Regions from separate parts of the Danio rerio genome. Here region 1 is linked to region 2. A link is a contact called in public HiChIP or PLAC-seq data. All regions are on one chromosome and are shown on one strand. The core of a region is the stretch at or near the end of the contact, and the rest is flanking DNA. Distances in the headings are between cores, read along the strand shown. Region 1 holds the start of ramp1 (receptor activity modifying protein 1). Region 2 holds the start of creb1b (cAMP responsive element binding protein 1b).

What was found. HiChIP or PLAC-seq counts read pairs in DNA pulled down with a chosen protein or histone mark.
Region 1: an H3K4me3 HiChIP or PLAC-seq map of embryo shows a contact between it and region 2, with 5 times the contacts expected there. The contact joins the promoter of ramp1 here to the promoter of creb1b in region 2. A contact is called at or near these places in 1 of 18 Hi-C or Micro-C datasets (an unstated tissue) and 1 of 4 datasets of contacts at active chromatin or transcription factors (embryo).

What each region holds. Positions count from the first base shown.
Region 1 is chr9:30,537,716-30,540,914 of GRCz12tu, forward strand. ramp1 (receptor activity modifying protein 1) reads right to left here and starts at 1,534. Exons shown (of 3, transcript NM_001002693.2): 1 at 1,171-1,534. The coding sequence starts at 1,216. It overlaps LOC141376144 (a long non-coding RNA gene), which reads left to right and starts at 2,991. Exons shown (of 2, transcript XR_012385452.1): 1 at 2,991-3,199.
Region 2 is chr9:29,947,047-29,950,087 of GRCz12tu, forward strand. It overlaps creb1b (cAMP responsive element binding protein 1b), which reads right to left and starts at 1,468. Exons shown (of 7, transcript NM_001017818.1): 1 at 1,354-1,468.

The DNA of each region.
Region 1 (3,199 bases), core at 284-2,783, 590 kb after region 2:
TCTCACTGTCAGGTCAGTTCATGTCAACAAATCGCTTGCAGTTGCATTGAAATTCTTAATAGACATTCTTCCACAAAAGTATGGCATGAAGCTTTGGCGAGTAATATAGCGGTCCCAATTGAATGGTGACAGAAAATCAAGGAAAGCAGAGAGCTGCTTGTTAGTCATGCTCGGCACAGCTCAGGCAGCTTGTTAAGGTAAGTGTGAAATGAATTCTTTCCAACAGGAGGAGGTTGCCATGCATTATTAATTAGAAAATTAGATAATTGACCCATACGTGGGAGGGCTTGTCACTTATGAATTTATGTCTTTATGCAAAATTTTCAACCCCTGTGTATTGTGAAAAATACCGGGGTCAGAGCATTTGTGTTTTTTTTTTACCAAAAAAGCATTACAGTGGCGATCAAATTAATTCATAGTTTTATATGTTTTCTGTCAACACTTTCAGTGCTTACAACTGTGCGTAGTACCCAAAATCAAAATATATTTATATAAAAATTAGTTTTTTAGACATTTAAACAGTAAAAAATAAATGAACAACAATGGTGCAACATATAATATCAGCATAATAAACAATATTCTTACAGCAAATACTGTTAATTAATAATGCTACAAATATATTTGAAAACCAACTGCTTAAGAAACCAAGCCATATTTTTATTATAGTACTAGTGTGTAGCTAACCTGTTTTTTGGCATAACCACATTATATATAATTAGTTTCACTGCAGCTACAGTTTAATTAACATTTTTAATTTTTAGTTTTATTCGTAGTAAACCAATGGTTAATTTTCATAAGGCACTAAATAAAACGTTTTCCAAAATATTTGGTTCTATAAATACAAACTCATGCTTTATTATAGTTTAATCGTTTAGTTAAGCGTTTAGTTAAGTGTTAAAATGACAACTACAACAAAGTTCAATGTTATTTACGGTTGAACAATAAATAAATAAAATAAATAAAAAACAGTCAATATTTGCTTAATTGTGTTAACATTTGCTGAGGAATATCCACAGTGACTAGCGCTAGTCCTTCAAACTACATAATACTTTCTCATTTGTTTCAGCTTTTTCTACTTTTTTTTTGTATTTTCTAGCCTTCATGGAATTTAATAACATGCATAATAGGCAGGAATGCAGGCAACAAACAGGACAAACCAGTTTAACTTACCAGCTACCAAGACGAAAAGCGCGTGTCTCCACGACACTGATGCCATGACGCGTCAATGTCAAACACAAGTTTTTTTTGTTGGTCGGTTAATCGTCGCTATTCCTTCACAGCTAGACACATCTGAGCGTCTGTCAGCTAATTGTTCATACAGTTTCATTCAGCGCTGGTTCTGCACTGAAGACGTTGAAGGAAGGAAGAAATCCTCTATTCCACTCAGCCAGCATGCCCTGTGTTTCATAAAGTACTGCTTTAGCGTCAAAATAAGCCCAAACGAGCACCTGTCTGAAGCGGGTCTCGGGTCAGCTGGAGCGCGCGCTCAGTAGTTCTCGTGGTTGGTCGGGCGCGCGGTGGCGGCGCGTCTACTGAAAGATGCGAGCTGCGCTTGTGGGAACATTATACGAGAAGCGCCTCCCTCACTGCTCATCAACTTATGCTAGCTAATAATAAACATCAAACTAATTGATTGCAGAAGTGAGGAAACCACTACGATTCACTCTGCGGTTAATGAAAAGGAAACATTTGCAGCCCCAATATCATGCAAGGTTTTAGTGTTCATTTTGTTTCTTCCAATTTTACTCCCGTCTTCTTCATTTGCAATTTATAAATAGTGAATACACCCAATGCTATTAATAAATAAATAACACAAAAGAAATTCGACTCGAAACTTTCTGTGTAGCTTACTGGTGCAAATTTTTATGTCCAAATGTAAATTCGTAATTTAGGAAACCAGCCCCAGTAAACGTGAGATGATACGCCATCTGTGGTCATAATCTGAATTACAGGTGCATTTGCCAAAATGATTAGTTGGTCTGATCATTAAAGCATCAGCAGCAGTGCTGCTAGAATTAAGTAGCAGAAAAACGAATGGAATTTTCTTAGTGGGGCTTTAGCATTGCACAATAAATTTATAAAAAATTACAAATTTAAGATTTGTGACAAAACGTTTCTAAGTTAACCCTGTGGTTCTAATACATATTTGGTAGGTTTATTATGAGTTGTTGATATTTTACACAGAAGTCAAAAATTAGGTTACGTAGGATTGGGTTATATGCTTATATGTAATCTTAAGCGTATAATCAGACCTAGAAAAATACATATTTTAGTTCGATTGTGCATCAAAAAAAGTTCATAATCAGTTGCCTTTTTAACTACATGATAAAATTATTGAAATAGTTCAACCTAATACTCAATTCAAGCACGACAAGAAAATACAGTACCCAATAATAATTCCATTCAAATCTATTAAATAAATGAGTTAGGCCAAAAGTAATCTAAAAGCAGTTGGAATACTTTAATGTGTGTAATTGTTCCAATATTCATAATGAATTGTAATTAAACCATTTATCCATCAATGGGTGAAAACTATTCATCTAAAGCAGGTCGCACACCAGAAGCGCCACTCGGCGCCGCGACACGGCGCGTACATGACAGATTAAAGTATCGCACACCAGACGCGCACATTCGAATGATATTTAACATGAAACTAATCAGATGGCGCTCTGTGGCGCGGCTGAAAAATGAACTGCGTCCTAAAGCAGGTCGCACACCAGAAGCGCCACGCAGCGCCATGTATTTTAGAATTCTAAACATAGGTTTCTATCAGGATACACACACCGGCGCCGCAAGTCGGCGGCTGTCGGCGGCGCCCGGCGACGGCTCAGGACGCAGTTCATTTTTCAGCCGCGCCACAGAGCGCCATCTGATTAGTTTCATGTTAAATATCATTCGAATGTGCGCGTCTGGTGTGTGATACTTTAAACTGTCATGTACGCGCCGTGTCGCGGCGCCGAGCGGCGCTTATGGTGTGCGACCTGCTTAAGGGTCTTAATCAAGTTTTTAATTCAGTGACTAGCAATAACAACAACAAAATATGTCCTTTAGAAATGTTATACAAATCCTTTAATCCAAAAATGTTCAAAATAGGGCCATGGTAACCTTTAATTTGGCCCACCATCCCATCTGACAAGAGAATGAGAATGATGAGCATGGTTTATAGACTGTCATTTCTACTTAATCTAACTTTTTGTTT
Region 2 (3,041 bases), core at 218-2,717:
TAAAATAGACAGTGTTTTATATATCACGAGCTAACCTGCATCATGATTGTAAATCCTATTTAATACATTTACACATGAAACAACATACCAACAATGTCCCACCAGTTCCCTAAATAAAATGTACCATCACAAATAGCAATGTGAGCAACAGACTCAAAACCTATCACACAAATATCACATCAAAAATTATTATTAGTATAATTGTTTTTCTATCCCTGGTAAGATTACACTTAACTTTGAAAAATATAAAATACATAAAGTATATAATGGTACAATATCAAAAATCATCAAATAATGCTAAGTGGGTGTATTAATGATCAAATATGTACAAAAATGTAATGTATTGTACATTCTCATTGGGTGTGAAACAAAGACCAATAGCAGAATCTTGAAATAGAAAAGATGAGGAGAGGGAGCGAGCTCCAGCATGGCAGAAAGCGTGAACAGACAGTAATGTGATCTCATGACGCTCATAGTCTATCTGTGGTTTGATTGGTCATGCATAGTTCTCCCTCTACTTTTCAAATCCTATTTTCTGCCAGACAGATTATTCACGGAAACGTGTAGCTGCTGTACATTCGTAAATCTTGACATCTAAAAACGAGCATGCATCTAAAATTAAACCTACTGATGTAAAAAAAAAACAAAAAAATAACGCGGTTTAGTTATTTCAAAAACACTGTTGGCAAACCAGAAGAAATGCTTTAACATGCATCATCTAAATAGCATGTATTGAAATCGGCTGGTGCAACTTAATGTAAAACATGCAACAATTTAGCATTTCTTTATTAGCCATCTGAAATGTTCAGATATTAAAAAGTTTGCTATACTTTTATATAACCACATCTAACGTTATTTGCTTTAGGGTGCTCGTTTAAAAACGTGCATAATGAAACTTCAATAATAACTCAGCCCAGGAGGACTGCAATATAATCAGGGCGTGTCCAATAAATCGCACAATGAATCAACGATATTAGAGAAGATTAAATCATTGCTGAATGATATAACGTTAAGAGTATTACATCCTGAATTCACCTAGCAGCACACATTTTTGAAACCAGGGCGTGAAACAATTTAACAAGAAAGGGGAAAACCCACATATATGATCTGTACAGATGCATAAAGAAAACCAGGGGTGTTGTGCATCCATATTTCTTTGCATTTTAAACGATCAACCATGCATCAAGATTTCCCACCCTGGGTTTGAGTTGGTCTCCCGTTTTGCCTCCCCTCCCTCTCCATGCAACAACTACAGCCGCCATGATCTCTTTGTTTCCAACGGGCCGAACCCAAACCAGACTCTTATGCCATTCTGGACGAGCCCTTTCCCTCCGGACACTTGTCTCCTCTTACCGATACAGACTCCTTCCGTCACTCTCGAGCCCTCGGAGCTCCACTTTTATTCAGGCCGACACGTAAGAGACCGCGTCAGGCTACACCTCCGTCGCGTCACCGAGAACAACAACACAGAGAACGAGACGAAAATCCGATCATCAACCCCACTGCACTGGGCGAAAGCGACCGAGAGTGGGCCGGAAATAGCCGAGTGGTGACGGATATAAACGAAGTGACGCCGAAGCCGAACGAAATGGCGCGAACGCGATTTCCTGGTGATAGTTTGCCAACGAGCATCTCTCTCGCTTTCTCTTTCTTGATGAAACCGTTTATTTTATTACGCCCTGTGGAAGATGGACATTAACATAACGAAACTAACATTTTGGTTAATTAAAAAAAAATTTGTCCTTGTTGTCTACCTCATCTGTTAAATATAGGCCTACTTTATATTAACCGTGGGTGAGGATAAAAGACGTAGTACAAATATTTATGTAGTGGCATTTCCCCCTTGTTCCTTACTAGTGTTTTATTAGTAAATAATTTGGCAAATATGTATTTTACAAGCTAAACATACAAAATCAAGGCAGGGCACTTGACAATTAGGAATTCGCTCTCATCAAAATTGGATGATCAGGTCAGTGACAGGATTCTGAGATTAATGTAAAGGACATGAAGCTGTCATAATAAATAAGACAATGTTCGCAATTGTTGTTAAATTATGTTTGTGATCTGTTCAAGAAACAAAATATATATGAAGCTTTTAGATTTTTTTTTCTTTCGAACATTTTTTTTGTTCCTCCTTATCAATCATATTTGCAACATGATTTGGCTTATCTTGGACAGCCTTCGATTGGGAAAATATGCATTGAGAGACTTTATAAGTTTAATGACAACAAAGATGGAATATAGGCTACAATGTTTGTGTACACACACACACACACACACACACACACACACACACACACACACACACACACACACACACACACACACACCTTACTAGGCGTGGAAGAATAACCGTTTTCAAGGTATACCGAGGATTGGAAAAGTCGAGGTTTTAAATGCGCCAAAATGTTCTGTAATAACGCTCATAAGGTATGTGTCAATTTTTTTTTTATTTACATTTTTTTGTTTGTTTTTAGGACAGCAGTATCTCCAGAAGAAAATATATCCAAAGATGCCATTTTAAATTGTAAAGAAATCTGTGTTTTTGAAACAAATGAATAAACACCCACACCCACACTTACGCACACACACTCATACTGCCCACACACTCAGTCTCTATTTCATACTTAAACACACAATCACTCACAAAAAAAAATGTTAAAATTGTGTTTAGCATGCATAAATATGGCAAGTATATACTTTTTAAGGCCATGAAAACTCCAGCCTTTTTCATGTGCTAGATTACGAAGTGACCTGTCTTAAAAAATACTAATAGGTGTGGCATGGATTGATTTTCTCGATAATGTTTATATAATGCTTTCTTGGTTAGGAAACATCTTAGGGATTTCCAAACAGTCTAATTTGTGGTTCTAATTAGTTAGACATTGAAAAAGAGAGCTGAAGTCCAAATCGAAAAAGTATCACAGATTACCTGAATTTATGTTTTAGTAAATTTTGTTTATATTTTGAAATGTAATTTCTACAGTATAGGTTTTCAACCAATAAAAAGCTACTTTTATTTAGTTAAATTATGGTAACCA